Regions from separate parts of the Mus musculus genome. Here regions 2, 3, 4, 5 and 6 are each linked to region 1. The links are chromatin contacts, called in public ChIA-PET, Hi-C, HiChIP or PLAC-seq, Micro-C and promoter capture Hi-C maps. All regions are on one chromosome and are shown on one strand. The core of a region is the stretch at or near the end of the contact, and the rest is flanking DNA. Distances in the headings are between cores, read along the strand shown.

Evidence for each region. Promoter capture Hi-C pulls out the DNA fragments that hold promoters and counts their contacts. Hi-C and Micro-C count contacts between places; a contact is called where the count stands out from the background. ChIA-PET counts read pairs in DNA pulled down with a chosen protein or histone mark. HiChIP or PLAC-seq counts read pairs in DNA pulled down with a chosen protein or histone mark.
Region 2: a contact with region 1 is called in an RNA polymerase II ChIA-PET map of effector CD8 T cells, with 11 read pairs. The contact joins the enhancer-like site here to the promoter of Dek in region 1. A contact is called at or near these places in 5 of 39 promoter capture datasets (the C10 cell line, embryonic stem cells, fetal liver and 2 more), 23 of 484 Hi-C or Micro-C datasets (Th1 cells, embryonic stem cells, erythroblasts and 9 more), 10 of 115 datasets of contacts at active chromatin or transcription factors (effector CD8 T cells, embryonic stem cells, epiblast stem cells and 5 more) and 3 of 9 other capture datasets (adipose tissue, embryonic stem cells and liver).
Region 3: a contact with region 1 is called in an HNF4G HiChIP or PLAC-seq map of pancreatic cancer cells. The contact joins the promoter of Nup153 here to the promoter of Dek in region 1. A contact is called at or near these places in 15 of 39 promoter capture datasets (the C10 cell line, the HPC-7 cell line, cranial neural crest and 10 more), 15 of 484 Hi-C or Micro-C datasets (B cells, CD4 T cells, the G1E-ER4 cell line and 7 more), 17 of 115 datasets of contacts at active chromatin or transcription factors (the SCID.adh cell line, bone marrow-derived macrophages, effector CD8 T cells and 10 more) and 3 of 9 other capture datasets (adipose tissue, embryonic stem cells and liver).
Region 4: a Micro-C map of embryonic stem cells shows a contact between it and region 1, with 3 times the contacts expected there. The contact joins the enhancer-like site here to the promoter of Dek in region 1. A contact is called at or near these places in 2 of 39 promoter capture datasets (the C10 cell line and pre-B cells), 1 of 484 Hi-C or Micro-C datasets (embryonic stem cells), 2 of 115 datasets of contacts at active chromatin or transcription factors (bone marrow-derived macrophages and extraembryonic endoderm stem cells) and 1 of 9 other capture datasets (liver).
Region 5: a contact with region 1 is called in a promoter capture Hi-C map of embryonic stem cells, with 2.9 times the contacts expected there. The contact joins the enhancer-like site here to the promoter of Dek in region 1. A contact is called at or near these places in 4 of 39 promoter capture datasets (the 3T3-L1 cell line, embryonic stem cells and hippocampal neurons), 1 of 484 Hi-C or Micro-C datasets (embryonic stem cells), 6 of 115 datasets of contacts at active chromatin or transcription factors (embryonic stem cells, epiblast stem cells, extraembryonic endoderm stem cells and 1 more) and 2 of 9 other capture datasets (liver and pancreatic islet).
Region 6: a contact with region 1 is called in a Hi-C map of muscle stem cells, with 1.7 times the contacts expected there. The contact joins the enhancer-like site here to the promoter of Dek in region 1. A contact is called at or near these places in 2 of 39 promoter capture datasets (the HPC-7 cell line and liver), 1 of 484 Hi-C or Micro-C datasets (muscle stem cells), 1 of 115 datasets of contacts at active chromatin or transcription factors (pancreatic cancer cells) and 1 of 9 other capture datasets (adipose tissue).

Annotation. Positions count from the first base shown.
Region 1 is chr13:47,104,433-47,108,730 of GRCm38.p6, forward strand. Dek (DEK proto-oncogene (DNA binding)) reads right to left here and starts at 1,789. Exons shown (of 11, transcript NM_025900.2): 1 at 1,641-1,789; 2 at 1,140-1,305. The coding sequence starts at 1,296.
Region 2 is chr13:46,688,455-46,692,752 of GRCm38.p6, forward strand. Nup153 (nucleoporin 153) reads right to left here. Exons shown (of 22, transcript NM_175749.2): 17 at 605-796. Among named protein-coding and RNA genes, the nearest start is that of Fam8a1, 21 kb to the left of the region's middle. Within about 2 kb of position 2,532, at least 44 of the 459 cell types and tissues checked have an H3K27ac peak or open chromatin away from gene starts, as enhancers often do. A contact at or near this core is called in Th1 cells and effector CD8 T cells, where this site is marked.
Region 3 is chr13:46,725,884-46,730,181 of GRCm38.p6, forward strand. It overlaps Nup153 (nucleoporin 153), which reads right to left and starts at 1,966. Exons shown (of 22, transcript NM_175749.2): 1 at 1,477-1,966. The coding sequence starts at 1,590. All of the region lies in intron 1 of Gm46412 (a long non-coding RNA gene), which reads left to right.
Region 4 is chr13:46,756,728-46,761,025 of GRCm38.p6, forward strand. All of the region lies in intron 36 of Kif13a (kinesin family member 13A), which reads right to left. Among named protein-coding and RNA genes, the nearest start is that of Gm24620, 8.8 kb to the right of the region's middle. Within about 2 kb of position 2,159, at least 22 of the 459 cell types and tissues checked have an H3K27ac peak or open chromatin away from gene starts, as enhancers often do. A contact at or near this core is called in embryonic stem cells, where this site is marked.
Region 5 is chr13:46,808,270-46,812,567 of GRCm38.p6, forward strand. It overlaps Kif13a (kinesin family member 13A), which reads right to left. Exons shown (of 38, transcript NM_010617.2): 14 at 2,422-2,552; 15 at 889-975; 16 at 622-788. Among named protein-coding and RNA genes, the nearest start is that of Gm24620, 43 kb to the left of the region's middle. Within about 2 kb of position 2,077, at least 30 of the 459 cell types and tissues checked have an H3K27ac peak or open chromatin away from gene starts, as enhancers often do. A contact at or near this core is called in embryonic stem cells, where this site is marked.
Region 6 is chr13:46,840,610-46,844,907 of GRCm38.p6, forward strand. All of the region lies in intron 4 of Kif13a (kinesin family member 13A), which reads right to left. Among named protein-coding and RNA genes, the nearest start is that of Gm22960, 60 kb to the right of the region's middle. Within about 2 kb of position 1,777, at least 76 of the 459 cell types and tissues checked have an H3K27ac peak or open chromatin away from gene starts, as enhancers often do. A contact at or near this core is called in adipose tissue, muscle stem cells and pancreatic cancer cells, where this site is marked.

The DNA.
Region 1 (4,298 bases), core at 539-3,038:
GTGTTCCTGGCTGCTCTCTCTCCTCCCCTGCCCCAAATAAACTGTTCTACACTACACTTATCTATGGCTGGTACCTCAGGGAGGAGGGATGCCTTAGCACACACTGCCATCATACCATGCTCTAAAACACCACATCATTGACTTTATAGAACACACCAATTATAAATAATCTAAAAGCAATTTAAACAATTCTTATTAAGATTTATAATTAAAGCCAAGGTTGTACTTAAATGACACGCTCCCATAAGGTCTTAGAGCACATACCACTTCAAATAATAAGTATGCCTTGTCCTCTTAACCTAGATGGTATTTATAAAAAAAAAAAAGAAGAAAGAAAAGAAAGAAAAGAAAAGAAATGACAGTTTGGGAAGAGCACTTTAACCTTTAGGCCTGCTCCCAAGTCTGGCTGAGCTGTGGCCATCTGCACCATTAAGCTAGATTGTGAAGCTGTGCCTTGGATTTTCCAATAGCTGAGCCTGTCGGGTAGACTGATGCATGCACTCTGACTGACACAATGCTTCTTCGCCCCGCTCTGCCTCTACTCAAATGAGGCTTCTTACCACCCTCCTTGGGTCAGAATCAGTCCCCAAAACCGAGAGAGCTGCGGGCTCCCGTTCTAACTTTCAGTTCAGTTTTCTCATTTTTAAACTACTTTCTCCAACAGCAACAACTTTCACGGCAAAGAAAAGCACTCCCACAAGAACCCTTATGGGGGAGGGGCGGGGGAGGGAATCAGCAGCTACACACAGCCGAGAATATGGAAATGAAAACATTTCCAGGATTTGCAAGAATGCCTTGCAGTGTTGTTTCGTTACGGAACCTCGGGGTAACTTCAAAAAGCGGATCTCAGACTTACAAACTCCCTAAACGAACGACGAAGTGTTCTGAAGGCGCATCGGGAAAAGGCTCTTGCTACACTTGCACCGAAACCTTGGCAAATACTCAAAAAAAAAAAAAAAAATCCAGATTCTCTGCCACTGATTGTTAGCATTCGCGTGAAATCCACCACTCCGACTTGACGCCTCTAAGCGTTAAAATGCAAGATAACTGTTTCCCAAAAGGAGCGAGGGAAGGGGAAACTTTTGATGTGGGAAAAAAAAAAATCCACCCGTGAGGGATGCGTATCCCTGCCCACCCACCTTTTTCTTCCTCCTCGTCCTCTTCATCATCGTCTTCGTCATCCTCCTCCTCCTCCTCACTCTCTTCCCTGGGACCCGGCATCTCGGGTTCCTTCTCGGATGAGGGCGGCACGGGGGCGTCCTCTCCCTCCGCAGCGGGGGCCGCCGCCGCCGACATGCTGGGGGCCTGCGGGCGGGGAGGAAGCCGCACGCTTCGGTTCTCTCGCTCGCGCGGGCATGGAGCGTGCCGAGCGCCCAGCGTCAGCTCCCCTCCAAGTCGCCTACCCTGGGTCTGTCACTCGGCCCGCCTCCCCGGGGATGCCCGAGGCGGGAAACCGCACCGCCCTCTCAGCCGCCCGCGCGCGCTCCCGCCCGGCCTGCGCCGCCCCGGGCCGGCTCGGGCCCGGCCAGTGTGGCCCAGGCGAGCCGAGCCTTGCGAGTCCCCTCCCCCGCGGCGGGCCTCAGTGCTTCTGGCCGCGTCCCCTCCCCGCTGCCCCGGCGCCTCCCCGCCGCCGTCCTCACCGCGGGTGCGCACGAGAAGGCCGCCGCTGTGTAGAAGTCGCGCGGGGCCGAGGTCCTCGCGCCGCGCGCTCGCTCTCTCTCGCGCTCTCTCTCTCCCCGCTCCTCAGAATCAACAAGATTTTCAAAATGGCGGTTCGGGAAGCAGAGCGGGAAGGCGCCGGCCAATCAGCGCGCGGCGCTGGGAGTTGGCGCGCGCGGGAGGGCGGGCGGGAGGCGGGGCGGCGGCGTCTCTCGCGGGCTGCCCGGGCGGGGTCTCGGGGGGTCTGCGGTCCGCGGGAGGACCCGGGTCGCGGCGTCCGGCGGGTGGCTGGGTGGGTGCACGGGGTGGCGGGCGGGCGCGAGCCGGGGCCTCCGCGCTGAACGGTTGGACGCTAGGGGGCCTGCGAGCTTCCAGCCTCCCGATCCCGGGAGAAAAATGACCGGCCGTCCTGGGCCGCGGAGCCGGGGAGCGTCTGGAGGTGACGAAGTTGAGGGATCCGCCGAAGTCTTTCTCGACTCGACTTCACGCGGCGATCACCCCGCGGACGGGGTTGATTCGGAGCCACCACGTTTGTTTCCGAGGGGTCGTTCGAGATGAAGGCTTCCAAATGAGACCTACTTGCGAGGCTTCCCGTCGCCGGTACGCTGCACCGTGACAGGGACCCACCACGTTAAGTGCTCACACCACCAGCGACATAAATAGGTTTCAAACCGGTGAATGTTAGACAGATTCACCCTCTTCCTTTCTCTAGCCCCCTTGGTCTCCCCTATAATGCAGATACGGTATTTGTCCAGCCACACTCTCCTGTCAAGAATTCTAGGCAAGCCCTCTGATACCTTTTAGAGTCCACAGTTTAAAAGCAACATTTCCTTACGTGCTCTCCTATGTGATTGTCTTCATTTTTTCCCTACCCTGAGAATAATCTCCCTCCCTCCCTTTTTTTTATCCAGTCAACCTGGTGGAAATATGATTGGTTTCATTTGCCATAATAGTCTCCAAGTTGAGGGACAAAAGTTAGACTTTATTTTCTTCTGTGCCCCTTTTGTAAACATACGCAAAGTCCTGCTATTTTTGCTTTCAGATCTTAAGCCATCTCCCATTCTACTGATTCTGCTCACCTTTCTTTGTTTTTTAGTTTGGGTTGCAACAGAGCCCTTTCCAAGGGCTACTCTCTCTGCCTTTTCCCACTAATCACACCTCAGCCAAAGCTATTTTATTTAGTTTGATCTTCTGCTTATAAGCCTCAGATGGTCCCATCATAACTTGGAATAACCTCCAAATTTCCATATCACAACGTGTAAGATGCTACTTAACTGGCTGCTGACCCTCTGTCTGATGGCTCCCTGACACAGTTGGCCTGTCAGTCACACATGCCTTCCCTCATGTTCCTGCACATGGCTGTCATTCACACTATCTAGGATTTACTCTTCCACTGCCAGGGCTGCTCCTTCCTATTGTCATCAATGAACTCGGTCCTTCCCATCACTTATCTCTGGTCAAGTATTTCTCTTACCTCCAGGCCATCACTGTTTTGATACCATTCTCATCCGTTCCTTTATAAGTACCGAATCCTCTGTCCATCATAACAGGCCTGCCATCTTGAAGACGAGACTGTAGTTGAGACATTAAGCAAAAATACATAGATTGTGTGGTAGTGATGCAGCAGTCACAGGGGGATCTGGAGTACCAGCAGGGGGGCTTTCCTTTTAAAAGGTCAGTGATTAAAGGAATGAGAGCGGAGAGAGACATGGTATGCTCTAAAGGATTATCTAAGCTGGGCAGTGGTGGCGCACACCTTTAATCCCAGCACGTGGGAGGCAGAAGCAGGTGGATTTCTGAATTTGAGGCCAGCCTGGTCTACAGAGTGAGTTCCAGGACAGCCAGGACTACACAGAAAAACTCTGTCTCGAAAAGCCAAAACAAAACAAAAAAACAAAACCAAAAGGATTATCTACATTACTGGACATGGGAAATAAGGGATAAGAGGATGAGAGTGAAGAGACGACATATTGGGAGAAGGAAGATTTTAGAGATGTTAGGATTGAGATTTATGATCACCAAAGTGAAAATTACAAATAAGCTGTCTTAGGGTTTTACAGCTGAGAACAGACACCATGACCTAAGGCAAGTCTTACAAGGACAATAATTGAGGCTGGCTCACAGGTTCATAGGTTCAGTCCATTATCATCAAGGTGGGAGCATGGCAGCATCCAGGCAGGCATGGTGCAGGAGGAGCTGAGAGTTCAGATGAGAGTACATCTTCATCTGAAGGCTTCTAGTGGAAGATTGGCTTCCAGGCAGCTAGGATGAGGGTCTTCAAGCCCATACCCAGTGACACCCATATTCAACAAGGCCACACCTAATAGTACCACCCCCTGGGCCAAACATATATAAGCCATAACATAGGCAGATGGACATGAATGTCTAGAGTTTAGAGGAAGAAGCAAGCAGGAGCTCACAATACAAACTTAGCCACTGTCAACATGTGGTTGGCATACAGAGCCCCAGCACTGAATGATGTCACTTATAGGATGAACAAAGGTAGCGATAGAAATTAAGTAGCAAGGAGAGATAGTCTCAAGACTGAACCTCTGAATACTACAGGCTTATGAGTTCAAAAGAGGAAGGCAAGCCAGCTAAGAAGCTGTAGATCAACAGTAGCCAGTGGTAGAGGAGAA
Region 2 (4,298 bases), core at 1,282-3,781, 420 kb before region 1:
AGTATATAGTTCTTCCATGTTCTCATCTTGAAGGCTAATTTCGTTCAGAGATTTCTGATCTTCAAATCTAAAAATTTCTATTTCCACTTCCTAAGTTTTCCAGTGGTTAAAAGAACTCAAATGGGGTTGTCAAGATTCGGAAATACCAGCCTACATCTATTTAGCATTAATAACCGTGTGAGAGTCTTCCTTTATATTCATATAGTAAAATGGATAGCATAAAAGCTTACTCAGCCGTGCTTGCTAAGTGCTCTCTTTTGCTCAGCCACACTCAGAAGCTAGATGGCTTTTACAATAAGGCCCTAAGAGTGTAAGTTCTCAGTCAAGTAAGAGTCAAGTTCATACTTAAACCTGGAAACTGAGTAACACAAAGAAGTTCCTTATCCAGATACATAGATGGCATCCTGAGGAATGCCTAATTTGATTTTTACCATCATTCACAAATTTAAAAAAAAAAAAAAAAACCCACAAAAACAAAAAACCAAGGACTGGGTTTCATTTTATATAATTATCCAGAGAATGGGTACCTTAAAAACCAAACCTGCCCGCCCACACACATTTTACTTTAGCTAGGAACTAAAGGGGTTCTTTACCATAGCCTCACCTTTAAACTCAGACTTTGTGCCTGGCTTTGCACTTTCACAAGCTATGCACTTGGCAGAGTCTGCTTTATTTTGCACTAGGCACACTTCACAGTCCCAGCTTCCCTCGGGCTTTTTAAACTTGTCCAATCCTAAACAGCCTCCAGAAGACAGAGAGACAGGGGCAGGGCTGCTGCTTGAGGCAGATACCAAACCTAAAAGAATTGGGAAATGGAGGCAAGTTTTAAATTTATTACCATCTTAATGACACCACCAACTGAACATTTTCAAATTTCATTAACCCTTTCTACACACACACACACACACACACACACACACACACGAAGAGAGAGCGAGAACCAGAGTGAACCAGAAAATAAGCCTTACAGTGTTATAAATAGGACTTCTCAGATTTAATTTATCATTGCAAATAAACATCTCACTCTAACTTTTCTCAATGGTGAGCTTATTCTTAAGTATGAACTATTCCCAATTGTGTGTGTGTTGCTTGTGGCCGAGATGGCTTGGTCGTTCAAGTGCTTGCATTAACAAACAAGAGGAGCACATTCAAGCCTGGCGTGGGGGCTCACACCAGCATTTAATCCCAGCATTTTGGAGGCAGAGGCAGGCGGATTTCTAAATTTGAGGTCAGCCTGGTCTGCAGAGTGAGTTCCAGGATAGCCAGGGCTACACAGAGAAACCCTGTCTCGAAAAACCAAAACAAAAAACAAAAGAGGAGCACATCCCAGATCCCTGAGAACTCAGATAAACGCTGGGTGGACACAGTCCATCTACAATTCTAGCCTTGGAAGGTGAAGGGGAGACAAGGACTCCTTAGAGTAAGCTGTCTAGCAAGCAATCAAGGTAACGACTCAGTCTTTAGGTAGAAGCATCATCAGCAAGCACTGGATTTCCCTAAGATCCTGTGCCAAAATACAAGGTAGAGCCAATAAATAGTCCTTTAACAGCAGGCCTCCACAAACACACAAGCCCATGTTCATGCATACACCCCCACACACATACATACACATGGAAAGGGGGGTTGGAGGGAGGTGGGATATCATTCTCACAAACTGAGGCTGTGGAAACGGCTCACTAAGTCCAGCAGCCACATTTAAAAAGAAAATTTGAAAAATTAGGGGTTGTAAGACTAAATTGTTGCTGAGTTTGGAGGAACATAGCCTTTATTCTGAGCACTGTAGGAGACAGAAGTGAGCAGATTTCTCTGAGTTTCAAGGCCAGTCTGACCTATGTAACAAGTTTCAGGCCAGCCAGGGCCACACGGTAGGACCTTTCTTAAAGAATGGCTAAATTGTCCTTATCAATGTCCTAATTTCTTCAACTACTACAGAATTCTAAAATATAAGATGTAAATTTCAGGTAAAACGGAAAATATGCAGCCATATATATTATCAATTTCAAAGCACATACCTCTGTCTTAGAAATTTATTTTTCTGCAGACATAATCTACTTTATAATCCAGCCCCATACTTACTAGTTTTACACATTCCTGCTAGACTTTATATTACATTAAGATTACTAAGATGTGAAACATATATGTTCCTGGTCTAAAGGGGGAAAAATAAAAACGAACTGATGGCAGCATATCAGCAAGTGACTGACTTTAAGCATGCAAAGGAGAAAGGAACACAGAAAGGCACAAGAAGAAAGCAAGGTGATGACTCTGTAGGCAGAACCAGCGGGTGTGGAGGAGCAGGCAGACAGGATGAGTCAGCAAGGTGTGCTGTGTGAAGCAGGGTTCAGATAGAGCCATTTATTCTTGGGTTCCACTGCCCGCTCCATTCCTCTCATAGTTACAGGAACAATCTCTGCATTTTAAGTATGTTCTCTTTTATTTTGCTAGCAAATTTTGTGTCTGGTGGTGTCTGTTGTTGGTCCATTACCCAATCTGACAAGGTAGCACCTTTGTGATGGCTGTAAGTACCAGTGCAATCATTTCCTGCCACCCACGCTTTCCTGCTCTTTAGAAGCTTATCTATATCAATCAATCCTTCTGCTATTTTTGAGTCTTCTCATTTCCTTTTTTGAGAATCTCATGAGAACAATGTATTTTCATCATATCCATCTCTCCTTCCACTCCAATTCCTCCCATGACCCCCACCTATCTTTTAAACTTCATGTCTTCTTCTCTAGTTGCTATATAGATGTATGTACTCACATGTACATGACTGTAGCCAATTGGGCAAGAGTAACCCATCAGGAAGTTCATACCTGAAGAAAACTTAAGTCTCCCAGGGGTGGGACCTTGTAAGCCCTGTTAACTTTTCTCATTTGTGTTGGAAAGGTTGACTGGTATGTGTGGTCCTGAGCAGGTCTTACTTAAACAAGCAGACATAGCAATGAAAGGTCATGAGTGCAACTTCTCTATCACATCCAGAAGAAACTATTTTACGGTATTCTGCCCAGTCATTTTTTGTCTGAAATACTTAGTCTTATTCTAATCACTTTCTTCAAGTGTTATTCTGTCACAGTTGTTATTCCAGTCTGGTTAATCCAAGATCAATGTTTGACTCTGTCCAGACCCTTATGATAGCAGAACTCAGTTTGGAATGCTTTCCTCAATTCACTCAACTCATATCTACTTCTATGACTTCAAATATCAAACTATGTCCTGTGATCACCTAAAACCTGTAAGTCCAGTCTCTATGATGTATCCAAATGCCTCAACTGTATATCTAAATTTCAACTTTAGCAATTAGAAATTTGTCATTAACAACACATAGTTCTAAATCCTCCCTCATTATTCAACTCCATCTGATTCTTTATCACCATTATCTGCCATTTATATTACACAAACTTCCAAAGCTGTCCTTCCAAATTCTGCTGCTTTGAATTCTGCTACATTGTTCAGAATCATTCCTAATTCTAATTCTAGGGGATCTGATGCCCTCGTCTGACCTTCATAGGTGTCAAGCACACTTAGGGTAACATACATACTACAGGTACATACAGGCAAAACACTCATGCATTAAATGAATAAATAAACTTGAAAAAAATAAGTACTCTGAGCTTAGAAACATGGCTCTTGCAGATTAGATTATTAGTTTCAAAATACAATCTAACTCCAGTTCTAAGGAACCTAATACCATCATTCTGGCTTCTACAGGCTAACACACATGTGCTCATACACAGACAGATACACATACACATACCAAAAACACTTTTTCCACTCAAAAGTAAAATGATAGCTGGAGGAGGGGCAGGTGACTTCTGGTTCCAGACCAAGTTTGGTATAATTTTCTATACTATGTATTTATATCTACCAACTTCCATGGCCACAAGGCTAGACCCTTACTGAAAACTATAGATAGATAGATAGATAGACAGACAGACAGACAGACAGACAGACAGAGATAGATAGAGATAGATAGAGATAGATAGATAGATAGATAGATAGATAGATAGATAGATAGATAGATAGATAGATAAATTTTGGCCAAATCATCCATTTGCTGACAGGGCATTATGCCCAGAAGAAAGCTAGTAGCTTTTTAATATTAATTCATAGAATTCCTTTGCTCCCGAGTAATTTACTTCCCGATTCAAAATTTCATTTCACATCTGTCAACTAAGAATTCTAGTTCCTCCATGCTTTTTTCCTGGGGTGAGGAAACAGTGCCAGATGGAAAAAGTCAAATATTTTGGAATGAGGATTCTTACAGCTCACTTTTAATTCCAGAGCAAATTAGAAATAGG
Region 3 (4,298 bases), core at 716-3,215, 380 kb before region 1:
CATAATATCATACATAATATTGGCTTCTTTTTAAACTCTATCCAAGCCATCCATTTCTTTGCTCAAACTGTTTTCAAGCAATCAGAGGTGGTTCATTACTCTTAGTATAAGAGTATGTTTGCCTTAATGTCCATTGTACAGTATTAGGCAAAGTAAAACGGCCAGGCTTGTGACCTGATTTTAATCTTAAAGTCTGCTTCTGAAGACCCCGGGCTCCTCAGCATTCAGGGAAAATGGTAATATTGCAAGGCTTCCAAGCAATGACAAATAACTTCTTAGTACATAAAACACAGCTGTTTCTATTCAAAACTTTCCCTATCTTTATTTTAAAAATCTCAAAAGTGATATAATTTAACATTACCAACAAGTATTCAATTTTAGCACTAGCCAGAATAAACAAAAAGTCTACATTTAAGAGTATGCAACAAGTTATATATTAGCCCTTCTTCAGTAAGCTTAAAATATACACTTCCTACTTTTAAAAAGTGGCTTCGTTAAAGTGAGTTTTTAACGTTTTAATTCTCACAATTTTTAATAACTGAAAGTGTTCTCTGAACCAACTATCTCGTTTACAACAAGAATCGACATTTTTATAAACACCCAAAGAAGGCATACGGTGGCTTAAGTAACACCCCTGGTGAGCCCGAAATACCTTAAACTTCTAGAAAACGCCCAGTATTAAAAATATTTGGTGTATGAGATCAGAGCTGAAGAACTGGTCAACTGTAGAGAGTGGATGATTCTGGTCTTCAGTATATAGAGCGGGGTGGAGAGAAGAGAGGGAAGAACCACGCATCAGAGACCAGACGTAAGAGCGGCGAGGGACTTTCAAAACGCCTCAGTGCCACATAACTATAACTCAGTTAAGAGAGGAAAGGATGAGAAGCTAAACCAGTGTGTTCCGATCTGGAAAGGCCAAGCAGACAGACGAGGGGACCGGACTACCATTAATGATTTAACGCGTCTAAAACCGAAATTATTCCACGATATGGGTAACAGCGCCCCCTCCCCAAGTCTCTCCGGGCCGCGGTGGCAGATTAATCTCCCCGCGCACCCTGAACCCGGGAACACAAGAAAGAAAAAGCCTGCCAGCGGATGGGCCTGTTGCCACATCTTTCCCTTGTTCCCTTCGTGAGGTCGTGAGGAATACCATTTAACCCCCAAAAACCCGCCAAAAAAAAAAAAAAAAAAGAAGAAGCAGCAGCAGCAGCAGCAGCCCGAATATCCGAAGCCTGAGATTTCTTTTCCCGCCCTGTGCCCGCCAGGGAAAGCCCTTGGGCGGGAGGGCTGGGAGAGGCCGCTCGCATCCCACGTGTCTGCCGCCAGGCCCGGCCAGGCTCTACCCACTTCCCGTCGCCACCCGGGTCCAGCCTCAGGCCCTCTGGTCCCCTCCACGTGGGGCCGCCGGGTCCTCGCACCGCCCCCCAAAGAGACCGCCCGGAGCCGCCCAGTCGCCACGGCGTACCGGTCCCGTACCTGGTGTTGGGGTCGCCCCTGTTGGTAAGGCTTCACCGGCCCCTGGTGGCAACGACGAGTCCGGATCTTGCCGCCGCCGCCGCCCCCTCCTATGCCTCCGGCTTCCGAGGCCATGGCGGAGCCTGGGCGGCCTCCCACTACCGCTCCCGGGCGGGAGAGGCAGAGGCGGCGGCCTGAGGGCCTCCCCCGCCCGGCCCTAGGCGACACACAGACACAGCGAGAACCGCGAGGGAGCGAGCGGGAACTGAGAGTGCGCGCGGCGGCGAGGAAGGCGGTGGCGGCGGCTGAGGGCCCCGAGGTGGCTGAGGAGCGCCGGCCGCGTGCGGACCCCCGCGTCTGTGTTTGTCACCGTCTCTATGGAGATCTCCCGCCGAGGCCGGCGCGAGCAGCTCCGGGCGCCGCTGAGGCCTAGCTCGACCGCCCGCTGCTAGAGGCTCCTCTTCAGTCGCCCTGGCCGTCGCTGCCGCAGTCCAGGCCGCTGGCGCCGCCCGCCAACCCCTCCCCCTGTGCGCGCTGCGCCCGCCCCACCGCCGCCGCCGCCGTCGTCGTCCCTGCAGTCGTCGCCGCCGCCGCCGCTCTTGCGCCTATTACCGCTGTTGAGGCGGCCGCCCCGGTCGCGAGCCAGAACACCGTCACTCCTCCGCGACCGACGCTTTGCGTCATCACGCTGCGACAATGCGGGGGGGGATGGGTGAAGGAAGGAAGGGTTGGCCGAGCCCGCGCTCCCTGTCGTGGGAGCCTCTGGGAAATGTAGTTTTTCTGGCCAGAACGCGGATTCTCGGAAAGGCAGGCTATAGCGGAAGGACACCCACGGAGCACCGCAGAGGCACAAAGCCCGGGTCATTTGGCGGCGGTTGGCTGCTTGTTTAGATTCAGAAGGGCACTCGACACGAATACTGTAATCTCCCATTCATCAATTATAAGCCGAATGGAAGTAAACAGTAAAATCAAAGAACCATAATGCATCACAATCCGGGGGGGGGGGGGGGGAGACCGCGTTGAAATTAACCGTGGCCGCGATCCCCAGGCCAAAAACAAAGTAGGAAAGGCATTTGGCACTTGGGAGGCAGACACAGGGGAATGGCTAGTTACACATTACCCTCAGCTTCATAGTGAGATTCTGTCTCAACGAAAGCAAAAAATACAACTTCATTACTGTTTCATTAAACATATAAGGGCTTTGTTGTCAACACACACCGTGCTGGCATTCTGAGTTGCTTCACTACTTACAAACTTGACCTTGGATGACTCTACTATTTAAATCTACCTTATAAAGTTGTGGGGAGCTAGTGCGGTCGTCTGTGTAGAGAGCACCCAGTAGATTTCCTGGTATACAAGAAACGCAGTAAATGGTTGCAATTATGACCTATGCAATCAACACACATTAAGGGTGACTCATATATCCCTAGTAAACATATATTTGCTTCAGTTAATATTATAGTTAGGTGACTAAACAATGTATCCTCAAAGACCGGATACACCGTGTTAAAGATGCAGGCATTAGACAAAAGGTCTGTGTGATCATGTGGTCCAGCCTAGTCATTCAATGGACTATATGGAAACCAAGAAAATTTAAGGGGCACCATTAAGGGTATCGATTTAGAGCCTGGCTGGTGACAGACATCTTTGATCCCAGCACTCAGGAGTCAGATGTAGATGGATCTCTGTGACTTCAAGGCCAGCCTGGTCTACAAAGCGTTTTCCAAGACAGCTAGGGCTGCATAGAGAACTGACTTGGAAAAAAATAAAAGAGGGTGGATATCTAATTGGGCACTCAAAGCCAGGACTATAACCCAGGGTTTTTTTGTTTTTTGTTTTTATGAAATAAGTAACTATGATTAGGAAAAAGAATCGATTATGGAGAATCATAGACTTAATGTTCTATTAGAGAACAGCGTTCTAAAGTTTATAACTATAAAATCAAATAGATTGTTTGAATCTGTCACTTACTAGCTGTGTAGCCTTGGGGAGATTAGTGATCTTCTTTCTAAGCTTCACTTTCCTCATCTGCAAATAGAATGAATATTTACCTCAACAGGGACACGATTCTGCTTATAATAGCTGTACAGACAGAAAGCACTTAGTGCCAACCAGAAATCCACTACCAAAAGTGATCTCTTGCACCAGCCCACCCCCAAAGTGTACAATTCAAATCACTATTGAAATCAAATTAATAAAACAAAACTTACAGTACCTTTGAACTTATAGTACCTTTCAGAACATCAAAGACCCTGCTGTAACCAGTTGGTACAGTCTGTGTCTGACCTTAACCCCTGAGACAAGTTACCAAAGTTGATGAAAAGAATTCATTTCCTCTCTTTCTGTGTCCTCCCTTCCCAACCTGCCTTCACTCTGAGTGTGTTCTCTCCCCCAGGGCTACAAAACAAGCAGAACTGTTCCTCTCTGGTCCCTTCTCGGCCCAACAGAATTAAGTTTCCAGCAGAGGCTAGCAGCTCATTCCTGGAAGGGACAGTCTTCACAGAATTCATGAAAAAGTCCACATCCCTTTTGGGCTTGATCGCAGTTATTTCATTCATTTCCTGCATATATTTACATAGAGAGGAAAAAAAATACAATGCTCTCATATTTGTGTGGTTGGTTTGTTGCAGGCTGTGGCAGGAAAACAATGACATCCAAAAAGTCCACATTATATCTAGACTGCTCTCTAGAGCCAAAACAATATGTCTCAATTCATGAAAAGACGATTACTGCTGGGGTCTCTCTGCCAATAGAGACCCAGTATTTTTCCAGTTTAACATGGAAACCGTTTGCCAACTACAAATCAGCAAATAAGCAGCTGACCTTCATCTGGCAGATGAAGG
Region 4 (4,298 bases), core at 909-3,408, 350 kb before region 1:
CTCTCTCTTGGTAAAGGACTAGTTGGCATACACAAGGCACCTAGTTTGTTCACTAGCATTATGAAGACATAAAGCAAGCAAAACCAAAAAAAAAAAAGCCATGTATATGGGATGGCGTGTTCTTCCTCTGGGCTGTGATGCTGATAAAAAACAAAAACAAGAAAACAAAACAAAACAAAACAAAAAACAGAGGCTGGACAGATTATCTCAAACACCCACCCTTTCCTGTATTTTTTAGATTTTTTTGTATTCATTATACTTAGACTGAAAGTTGAATTTCAAGTTTTACTACTCCTTTTTTTTTTAATTTAAGCTTAAAAAAATGTAATTTTCCAAGCCCAAGAGTACCCAATATAATTGGTCACCAAAAAAATTTGTTGTACAAGAAAAAGCAATTTTGCAAATGAGGATTAAGGGTCTGGGGAACTTGCATCTTTCTAAAGTATTGTTTGCCGATGACATAAGCGACCATTAGTTTAATGTGTAGAAATGGGTAGAAATGTGGCAAACTTGGGAAGTAAAAATTATTCCTAAAGGCTGAGAATGAGTTGGGAAACATGAAGCACCCATGAACTCTAGGAGATAAATAAGTAAATAAATAAATAGGAATCAGGCTAACGGGATAAGGACAACTTATGCCAGGAAATAAAACCAAAATCCTCAGTAAGTATTCAATGTCTTCTAACATTTAAAAGGAGACTAAAAGTTTGCTTGAGAAATGTTTTCAAGGAGGGAAAAAAAAAAAAGGTTTCTGGCTCACAGTGCACAGTGGGGACTTTAGTTAGATAGCATATAGCACAGTGTGCTCATTTAACACCAGATCTTAAAGGGCACTGAACTGAGTCCCTTACTTACTACAGATGGCTTACGAGCAAAAGAAAGGTTACAACCCTTAGAGCCTGACCCAAAGGCGGAACACCGGGTCAAACGCTCGGCTTCTCTGAAGCTCTCATCTTTGCGCGTTTATTTTTTGCCCCATTTAACGTATGAAGGTGATATTTATCCATAGACAAAGTACTTTGATTTTTTTAAAGAGAGGGACCCTTGGTAGGGAGCGTTCCACAGGGAATGTAATTTCTGCGGTCACTATAGTCGGCTTGTGGAGGGTTACCAGAAATGGCTACCAGCACAGCTATGCATCCCCCTCACCCCCGGGGGGCTCTGAGGCAGAGCGCAGACCTGCACTCAGGATGTGAATCTCTCTGTCTTATGCTTCCAGTAACCAGGACTTGGGGCAAATTGCTCAATCATCCCAGACCTTTGTTTCTTCAGTGAAATGAGAGGAGAAAGCCACGTTGCCTGCAGGACCAGAGATGGGGACTGTGGATACAGGGGAAAGGGTCAACTTTCTTATTCCTATTCCCTAGGCCTCATGACTTCAGAAAAGACGAGCTCAAAGCTGCTCCTAGTGGTGCCCGTGTGATATCCCAACTACTTGGGAGGTTGTGGCAAGAGAATTTTAAGTCTGGGGACTGCCTTGGCTACACAGTGAGACAGCCTGGGAAATTTAGCAAGAATTTGTTTCAAAACAATTAAAAAAATAAAGCGCAAAGGATATGGCTCAGGGACAGAGAGCTCGCCTGGCAGAAGCCCTGGGTCTAATACCCTGTACCGCGATATGAGATAAAAATAAAAGCCTGGGGGGAAAAATGCTGGGTTTTTTTGTTTGTTTGTTTTTTGTTCTCCCCCCCCCCCCTTTTAAATCTTATTTATACAGGATAAGGCATATGCCTGTATATCTTTTTAAGTGATCAGACACAAGCTACAAGAGTCAGTCATAGCCAAGTTTGGTGGCATAAACCTGCCATCCTGTACTCAAGTGGCTGAGGCAGGAGGGTTGCAAGTTAAAGACCATCCTGGGCTCCATACTGAGACCCCGTCTCAGAAAACAAAGAAACAAAATAAAACAACAACAACGATGACAAAAAGGAAGGGAATAGCTTATGTCAATTTATGAGAGGGGAAATAAAATAAAAGCTTTCCCAAGAAAATAAAAGCCCCCAGCTCAAACAAGCGAGCCACGTAGACTACCAAAACATTCCGGAAGACCCGCCAAAGAGAACATAGTGCAACCGCCCCAAGCGCAGTGCGCATGCGTAGTAGGCATGCGCAGCAGTTATGCCTCTAAGGCCAGCAGAGGCAGCCTTCTCTAGTCTTGTTCCCGGAACAAAAAGATACCAGTCAACCCTGCTCAGCAGCCGTACATGATGCATTTGGTCACACAGTGCCCAAGTACTGCTCAAGATGTCTTGGGTCAAAAGAATCTGGTGCGGTCCTCTACTCTGCCTGCTGAGATGGGCTTCGTTTTAAGCTCTTTAAAGGAAAGGCAGGAGAGTAACTGTGGGGCAAGCTGTGTGAACTGCACATCTGCGTGCTGGATAGCACTAGAAGGTGCTCCTGGCAGCCTCTGGAGGGTATTGGAGCAAAATAAATGGCTCTATCAGACACACATCCTGACAAGCTGAAGGGTAAAGGCACAGCCACTGGCCCTTTTAGTGCACCCAGTGATTTTCTACACTCAGAGAGGGGATGGTGAGGTTAAGTGGGGATGGCTCTTTAACATCCACGCAGGTGAAGGAACAGTCTCTGGCATGCTACCCTCTTCCCCATGAGGAGCTAGATAGAGCAGGCAAACAGAACTTAGGAACACGAGTGGCTAAGGAAGGGAATGGCTGCTCTTCCTCCCCTCGGTTAGGATCAGTAGTCACTGCTTCATGATCTAACTGCCTCTCTGAATGCAGATGAGCGGCCCCCTGCAGCATCAGCTGAATGCAGATGAGTGGCCTGCTGCAGCATCAGCTGAAGATGCAGTTAGTGTCTGCACAGCGCATGGCGCAACTAACGGTCTCACACTGATGCACCATGAGTGGGCCTGACCCTGGGAATAAGACTCCCCACACTGCTTAAGACAGCGGGTCATAGGCAGCAGCAAACATCAAACAGCTTCCTCTTGCCCAGGCTGGGTTTCCCCCCACCCCCTGCTCAAGCCTAGGAAGGCACAGGAGAGTGAAAACCATGAAATCACATCACATGATTCTTCCCAGACTTCCACACCTACAGGTTTAGAAAAAAAAATTGGTTTTAAATTGAGGTGTATCTTATAACGAAAAGTAACCAGGAACCATGGTGTTTGAAAAACTGGCATTTCATAGGTTTTGTTTCACTTTATTCATTTATTTGGAGACTGCTCACTCTACAGACCAGGCCGGCCTTGAACGTGTGATCTCAGGTGTGAGCCGCCCCTCCCAGCACTTAGAACGTGCAGCTTTGGAACCATGCTGGAGACCAAGGTTTTGCAGGCAGAGGTCTACCTTACTTGTGCTGAGTAACACAGATTCACCAATCTAAAAGCCAGGCCAAGAAGAACCAGGTTGGAATGTTTTGTCAGGTAGGTAAACAGAAGCTGCTGGTGCTGGGGGGATCGAGCTGAGGAAGGATGACTGGGCAGAGCAGCTACAAACTACACAGGTATCTTGGTAGCAGCCACACAAGAAAGCTTTCAAACACACCCACAACTAAGTGCGGGATTACTTACGCCAAGTAAATGCAATTCCTCTAGGTAGATTAACTTCAGAATCTGGGCAATGTGCGTAGACACATTAGAGAGATTTTGGTATTATTTAAACTGATCTTGCTGTTACACTTTTCTTTATAATGACCAGAGCCATCAAAGGTGCTTCCCCCCACTAGCTACGAAACTTAAGATGATGTGGAAAGGAGTTAAATAAAATAGCACACTTAGAGAGAGAGAGGGGGAAAAAATCACAGTTCAAGGTTGCACTCATGCAAAAACGGCATTACCAAGAGCAACACTTCATTTGTAAAGTCAGGACTCAGCACCTGTCTTAATTTCTTTGAAAGCATTTGGATGGCGGATTGGGAAAGGGCTTCAGACCCACCACCAGGTGATATGATAGAAACATTGCAGAACTTACAATCTTCTTCTCGGGTTTGCTACTGTGTTCTACTGGCATGCTGCTGCCATTGCTTCCTGGGGTTACAATGCAGCCAGGGTTATGTGCCTGGGATGGAGGCATGCTCTGCAAAGGTTAAGACACACAGATGCATCACACACAGGAGACGGTCACAGCCAACATGTCTACCAAGTACATGCATGTTAGAAAGAGCAACAACAACACTTTTATTACATGTGAAGGACACAGCAGCCAATGTTACGGGTCAGAGTTAAACTACAGGTAAAGTCTTAAAGGCGTGCACATACTCTGTGGCAAGGCAAGACATTAGTTTTATCAACAAGGGGACACATAAAGGCCTGTTACAGTTTCAAAATGCCTTTC
Region 5 (4,298 bases), core at 827-3,326, 300 kb before region 1:
AAGCCACCTAGCAGGAGACGGAATGCTGAAGACACCAAGACCACCTGCTCATCTGCCTGCATCAGAGCATGTGCGTGTGCCTCGGAGGGAAGCACCTCTCAGGGGAACCGGTGGAGGCAGGGTGGCATTGTCCTACGCAGGTAACCAGCCTGGACAACAGTTCGCTTTAAGCATCATTTTCACGAAAGGTACTTGAGCCTGTCAGTTAAGTAAGTCTCTCTGGAGGTATATAATTCCCAAATGAGCTCATAGTAAACACTATTTAAAATATTTAAAACTCCTCAATCTGTATTTTCTCCATAACTTTTTCACTCTTCCAGAAATGACAAGACCAATGATGTAAAATTTAATTATAAAAACAAAAATCTTTGTCAAATCCATTCAGTACATACTTTGTGACCATGGAAATGCTATCATAACTGGTCTGGTGACAAGAAGTCCCCCAAAGGGGGCCATCTGCACACTCCCTGGTTCCACCTGAGTTCTCTCTGCAGTCTTAATACCACTCCTTGCTGATGATGGCTCTGCAGATAAAGAGCTGGCTGTGTCTAAGCTTCGGGACAGCTCTGCTTCTACACCAGAGTCCCTCAGAGATGACATAGGCCAGAGCCACTTCCTTACCATTGCTGTTCAGTGTTTTCATGATGACCTCCATCTGTGCGAACTCGTAGTTGTAGTCTGGCTCCGAGGAAGCCTCGCTCGCAGCGTCTAGATCGTGCTCCGCGGAACTGGTTTCTCTCTCAAAGTCTTTCAACCAGTCCCGCCGTTTCCTCTTAGGCAAGTTAATTCTGTGGAGGTTTTCATCATTAGATGATACCAGCTCGATTTATACATAACAGAAAAAAAAAAAAAGGAAATGAAGAACGCTAGAGAGCGTGAAGTTGTTACCTAAAAAAGTGGTTGTTTCCCCATAAGATCCTGTCGCCGTGCCACAGCTGGGTAGTACTGCAGACAAGGGTGCCATTGACACAGGACCTGGAGGGACACAAAGGAAGGTGCCAGGTGGATAGAAGACAGTAGCCTCAAGACTCACAGAAGTGACAGGGACCGGTCTCCTAACGGATGCATTCTGGGAGACATTTGAAAGAGTAACAGAAACAGTCTCAGCAGAGAGCCAGGGCCTGCCCAGTCCCCTCAAAGAGGGGTCCCCAACTCTGTGTGTTTCTAATGAAGAGAGAAAGCATTTCATAACACTTAAAACCAGAGCTGGGGAGATGGCTCTTTAGGCAAAGCTAGTGTGAGGGCCTGAATTCAGAGCCCTGGAACCCAGGTTAAGCTGGAGGTGTAGCACACAACTGTGGTCTTATTGTTCTCAGGGAGACAAGGAAGGTAGACACAGAGGCCCTGAGTGCTCCCAGGCCAGCCGGCCCTGCCTATGCAGTGCTGAACAGGACACACACACACACACACACACACACACACATATAAATAGACACAGACAGACACACACTGACACACACACACACTGGCACAGATAGACACACACTGACAGACACACATACTGAAAGACACACACACACAGACATAGGACACACACTGACAGACAGACAGACAGACACACACACAGATTAAAGCACCCCTAAACCTTAAATACATATATTCAACAGCTCATTAAAAAAAAAAAAGTTGCTGGCAATTTAGAAACAAAGTACAGATGTGGAAAGGTAGTTAAAAGTAACTTCCCTAAAGGATGCTCAGGGAAACCTAATGACAAAACGCGGTAGACAAGATCTTTAAGTCACATTCTCCTACAATCTCTCATTAGTAAAGCCCTGGGCTCCACAGGGCTCTGACGCCTGAACTTTTGAAATTCATTCATGAAAACATACACCCTTCAGTTTAACCCTGGTTACGAAGGCTTTGCCGTAATAGTCCTAAAAAGAGCGCTATTATGCCTCAAAGTTACGATACTGCTATGATTTCAATACGCAAAGCCTCCACAGGCTCACGTGCTAGAATACTTGCTTCCCACTGGGTGGCGCTGTATTCAAAGGTTGTGGCATTTGGGAGGCGGAGCCTCACTGGAGGAAGTGAGTCACTAGGGGCGGCCCTTGGGCGATAAAGCTATCCAGTGTCTAGGTAGGTCGGCTTCCAGACATGACAGTGCCAGCTGCTTCATCCTCTGAAGGATCCTTCACCATCCCACCAGCCGTGCCTGCTACCATGACTTGCTAGCCATATGGATCTTACTCTTTCAAATCAGGAGCCAAAATATATCCCTCCTTTGGTTTTTGGTTTTGTATTTTGTTTGGTTTTGGTTAAGGCAACGAGAACGGTAATTAATACACCCTCCATAAACAGAAGGTAAATCCTCAAGGATATCTAGTGTATTCTTACTTTGACATAACTGCAATAAGCAAGGGGAAAGGGCCAGGGTCCTAAAAATGAGGGAGGGGCAGAAGCCTCCGCAGCGCCTCCTACCTTGCATTTTCTTTGGGCGTGAGAGTGATGTCTCCATCCGCTGCGATGTCGATCTCACAGTGCTCGGGCTGAATCCCTATTCCGAAGAGCTGGATGTCCTGAGAGGTATCTGCACCCACCCGGGTATGATCCTACAACATACAATTGAAGACGGGAGACCAAGTTCACAAGGGACTCAACCGGAAGTGCTCAAAGCACTTGGAATAAATCAGGAGTAGGAAATGAATCGCACGGGAGGTCTGGCGCTTCAAAGCCAAGGGCGGGCTGATGAGATGTCTCATCGGATAACGGCATTCATCACCAAGCCTAATGACCTGAGTTCAATCCCCAAGACCTACATGGTGGAAGAAAATCGTTCTCTGACCTCTAATCACACTCTTTGGCATGTGCATGTCTGTCATAGATAGATAGATAGATAGATAGATAGATAGATAGATAGATAGATAGATAGATAGATAGATAGATCAGCAAACAATGTAATATTTTTTTAAGCCAAAAGCTTACCTTCAAACATTTTTTTAAAAATGTTTAAACTCTACCAACACCTGTTCCTTTATCAGTGGTGATTAGGTGTTATTTTAAAACATAAGAAAATTGGAGTTAGCAGTAGCAGGCACTGAATTCTCATTCTGGATTGAAAATTTACTATTTGAAGTGGGTACCAGCATGCCACTTCATCCAGCTTTGCCACCACAGGTAAACTAAGGAGGAAGACAGTGAGGTGTGGCACTGGCGATTGGGGTTGGTGCAGAGGACAGCCAATGACACCCCACCTCACCCCACCCCACCTCAACCCCCAGTGACAATTTACCAGGTCAGCTCTAGAAGAACTGAAGGTGACTGGGCAGAAGTTAACTAGCTGGGGTTGGTACTCGCTGTGACTGGGAACTCTTTTAACTCTTAAGGGGCAGGCAAGAAAGAAAAGGAGAAATCATGCTGGCCCTGAACTTGCTACACAGTGGAAGATGAGCCTGAACGTCCAATCTTTCTGGCCTACACCTGCCAAATCCTGAGGTTACAGGCATGCTCTACCACACCTGGCTCGGGGGTCCTATTTCTGGCTTAATAAAGTTGTCTCGTAGTTCTACAAATATAGACAAAGAACTCCTGACATCTCTTGACCTTTTAGGAGACCATGATGTCAATGCTATTTTAGGATAAACAAAAGGCTATTTATCTGGGCTTTCTCAATTTATCAGGCACGCACGGCAGGGCTTTTGCAGGCACCGGACCAGTGATGACATAGCTCTGCAAACTGAGAGCTGTGTGTTTGCCTTACAGGGCCTCCGCCAGTTTTAATGCCACGCATACAGACGGCTACAACCTAGGCACATAAAAGTGTACTGGCATTTTTGATACTTTTAAAGAATGCACACGGGGCTGGGCAGGGTGGTATAAGCACTCTGGAGGCAAGGGCAAGTGGATCTCTATGAGTTTGAGGCCAGCCTGGTCTACAAAGCAAGTCCAGGACAGGCAGAGTTTGTTACACAGAGAACCTCCCACCCCCATCCACCCCCCCACCCCCCGTCTCAGAGGGGGAAAAAAAAAAGAATGCACATGGGACCTAAAGGTAGGATGATGGAAAACCACTTTGGAGATGCCCCCCCCCCCCCCAGCATGCTTAGTGCACACGAGGGCACAATGCCAATGCTAAAAGGTCATTCTGAAAGGTGACCACAGAACAAACATCCTTGGGGTCAGAGCTAAGACAGACTTGGGGCTTTGCTCCAGGGTCTCTTTACGCTTGTGTGTGACTTGATATCTTCCTAGAGTTACAGTGACGATTCTCCAAGGCCTCTCAGAATAACTGTGGTTGGACCCCAGACACCTCCAACTGGGAGACCTTATATTTGGGTCCTTCTATGGGTGTACCCTGA
Region 6 (4,298 bases), core at 527-3,026, 260 kb before region 1:
ACCCAAGAGGCCCGTGGCTTCCTGGCAGAACCCGTGTCAGGGAGGCATCTTTGGAGACCGCCCTGAGCTTCACACACCCGCTGCAGTGAACCCACAGGGCATGCCGCATCTGACCTCACTGTTAATAAGCATGGCCAAGACGCCCTTTTCCTTCAGGGTTTATAATCGCATCTCTGATGACCATGTAGACAAGTTATAAAACCCGGGCATGCCCAGTGAGACATGCAACACGACGTCAGAGCAGTAACAGGAGCTCCTGTGTGGGACCTCTGCAAGCTGAGTCACCCAACACTGAGTCACGGATGATACGGATCTTTGAAAAACCAACACCGCCAGGTCTCCCTACGTGGGCGTCACCTGACCCCTTGGGAACAGCAGTAACGGCCTCCCAGCCACCATGCTAGGTCTTTACAATTCAGGGTCTTGACAGCAATGCACTAAAAGGAGTCAACTTGGAACAAGGGAAAAGACAACTAAGTCCTGTGTCCAACATCTACCTACGGAACAGACAGGATGGACCGGGGCCTAGGAAGTAGGATAATGAAGAAAGAGGGTATGGTCCAAGTTGTTTATAATCCACATTTAAAAAAAGCACCACCATGGACACAGCAGAGTGGATAGAACTCTTCAGCAGGGTGCGGCACAGTATAGACTTCCACGAACAGAATATACTTCTACGTGGGAGAGTATAGGATCTAAGATTGGAACGATGTTATAGCTTAGGTCTTTAATGTCTCCAAAGTCCCACAAGTTAAAGATTGCTGTCCAGGGTAGTACTAGTGGGAAATAGTGGAGTTTTTAGATGGTAAGAACCTAAGTGTGTAGAGAAATCCTTGGATTATTGGGGGTACGCATGAAGAAGACTTAGAACCCCAGTTTTCCCTTCTTTACTTCTTGACCTTGAGGTTAAAGGTTTTAATCTACCTTGCAGCCAGTCATTATACCCTGTCTTTTATCTCAGTACCAAAGCAATGGGGCCAATCAGCCATGAACTGAGGCCTCCAAAGCTTTTCTCTCTATGTAAGGTTTGATCTCAGGTTCCCTATAGCTACGGAAGCTAACCAATACAAACCCAACCCGAGATCAAATTGATCTCTTAAGCCCCTTCTTTTCTTCATCTCTTTTCCCTCTAGAGTTGGGCTGGCAGGAGCTTGGCTGTGCATTTGTGAGCTGCAACTCCTAGCCCTGCTTCTTTATGAAGGTGCTTTCTCCTCTACACAGGGCTGACAGCCACAGTAATTTTGATGACTCTGAACTTGGCAGGGGCTCAGATCCAAATCTGAGCACCTGGATAGTACAAGAATGGACAGGTCTCGCTTGCATACCTCAAAGGGAGAAGAAGGCCTTATTTGAATGAGGTTTAAGCAAATTCCTTCCTCAAAGGCCTTTGGCGTGGGGAGTGCAGCTCACAAAATTTCTCACATCCAGAGACTTCAGGCCATATTTAAGTTGAATGAAACCAAACTCTAGTTCAGATAAAGGAACAAAGACGTTAAGCCTACACCTGGAGGTGCAAATTTTAATTTTTCAATCAACTTCAGAAGTTTACTGTGAAGGGACCTGGTAAAGAGAACTTGAGAAACTGGGCCACGAAGTGAAAGCAAGCCTCAGGCCACTTTCCACTGTGGCATCCAAGTGCTATCAGAATGGCCGTTCAGGGAAGTGTTACTTGTACCATGGTAGGGAGTGTCTTACCCAGACAACATTTCCAACCCAGGGACACTGCTAGGGCTGGCATGAGCTGGCCGTTTCTGTTGTTGTTATTTCTAGATGAAGTGGCTGACTCACAGGGAAGAGAGCCAAGGAGCAAAGAAAGCAAGATCGACTGGGGAGCCTGTCTCCACACGAATGGCTGCTGACAAAGAAGCGTCCCTCAGCTCTGACAGCATTTGACAATGATTCTCTCCAGTAAGGTAGCCGGCTCAAGCTTCTGTCCCTTCGAGAGCTCCTGGCTGTGGTGGTCTTGGGGAAATGTGTAAATAGTGCTCAGCCGAGCACCTGGGCTCAGGAGTTTGGACAGCATCTGTCTGGAGAGAAGATTCAGGTACTAACACTCCCAGCTCAGTCCCACACCACGGCTTCTTAACAGAACCACTCTAGGGCTCAGGGAGACGAGACATGTCCAGGACAGGAGTCGAATCCATACGTCATCGATAGAATGTATCCCTGTTTTTATGTCATCGATAGAATGTATCCCTGTTTTTATGTCATCGATAGAATGTATCCCTGTTTTTACGTCATCGACAGAATGTATCCCTGTTTTTATGTCATCGATAGAATGTATCCCTGTTTTTACGTCATCCATAGAATGTATCCCTGTTTTTGTTTCCATTCACATTGGTCATTGCTTTTACCTATAAAAGGTAGCAGGACCTTCCCAAACCTCTATTTTTCTTCTCTGTGAAATGTGGACAACAGTATTTCCTATCTGACTCTACCTTCTGGTCATTCTATCTGCCCCCACATACACACATGCAAAAGGCTCAACACCATGCCGGGAAGGAATGTGGTATGTGGACTGTATTTTATACTGTGGTGACAGTTATCTGCCCCTCTGAACACAGCTATGTCAAACTGTTTCTGGGTCAGAAAAAGGAAACATGAAAAAGTTGGGGTGAGGAAGGATTTAAAAGGATATCTGGAGGCAGGGCTGTGCGTGTCTGTGCACACAGCACCCTGGGTCCCAGCTCCAGTGCAGATGAACCCTGTCATGGTGGTGTACGACTAGAACCCAGCACTTGGGAGGTGGAAGCAAGGTGGTTAGAAGTTTAAAGTCACCCTCAGCTTCAAACACAGCAAGTCGGAAGTCAGCCTGGGATATACGAGACCCTGTCCCCAAATTGAAAAGGGGCCTGGGGGTAGGGTAGAGAAAAAGACACATTATATAATAAATATATGCTATAAATGTAAATAAACATATATGTCTACTTTAAAGTTCATAACTTGCTCATTCATATTTTGGGCATCTTTACCAATTGAATTCTCCTGAACTGAACTGCTCACTCGTGTCCAGCTCTTGAGATTCACAGATATCAATAACCTTTATTGATATAAGCCTGATCCCCAAATCTTCTACCAGTTGAGGTATGATCTATAAAGAGTCAGTCGTACTGGGTTCCAAGTTGGTTTATATCAAATGGATGTCTTTGTGATTATATACTTTAATTAAACAAATGAGTTTCTGGGTCATTGAGATGGCTCAGCAGATAAAGGGGCTTGCTGCCAAAGCCAGACAACCTGAGTCCCACTTAACGGAAGGAGAGATCTGACTCCAGCAAGCTGTTCTCTGATGTGTGTGTGTGTGTGTGTGTGTGTGTGTCCCCTTTCTCCCCTCTCCCCCTCTCCTCCTCTTTATTTTTAATAAAAAATTCTTTAATAAGAAGAATTGTTGATCTTAAGGACTTAGGACGCTCAGGATCTTGATGAAGCAGATTCTCTAGAATGGTCACACGTGTGAGACAATTGATAAAACGCCGTAAAGGAAAACGAAATCAGACCTGGAAGGGGCTTATGCTGTGTTTCTTTGGTTAGCGGCTTTCAAAACAGCAGGCACTGTGTACAACACAGGCTGACCCTAATGATGTCTGAGCAGCCAACATCAGTGTTCCTGCTGACGACATGAAGAACTGCTGCAGCTTTCCGGAATGGCTAATAACTGTCAGCTACTTCCGGGATGCACAGAACTTGCTAAGAGTCTCAATTCATCCTCAAGTTCCTGATAATGAAGGACTGTTATGATTGCCTACCGTTTGGGTCCAAGAAAGCCAACCCCAAGAGCCTGGGCCTTTTTTCTCCAGGTAGTTACTAAGAGTTCACTTCAACCATCAAATGCTTACGCCTAAATGCATTAGGCCCTATTGATATTATGCCATTCTGCCCGCAATTTGGTTCTAATTTGGCAACCGATAGCTCTTAGAATGTTAGTTTTGGTGCACACTGGCTCTATCGTCTCAATTCCCTTAAGCAACGAGAAATTGATCATTTCCACCTCTGACCACATAACCTCCCCAGATGGGAACAGAATCAAACACGGCCATCCGGCTCTGGCCTGCAGCTCAGCCCTCAGCCTGGAGGTGCTCCTGTATCCTCACACAGTGTGAAACACATGAGGAGATCAGGAGTCAGCAGTAAATCTTCTCTCCCAGGTTGTGGGGTACCCACAAATGCCCAAGAACACATGGTTTCAGTAAATTTGAGCAAAACACCATATGGCAAGAAAGATTACATAATTTCTAGGACAATGTTCAGAATCTCCATGCTAAGGAAAATTACTTACACGAACCCCCATGTATGCCACC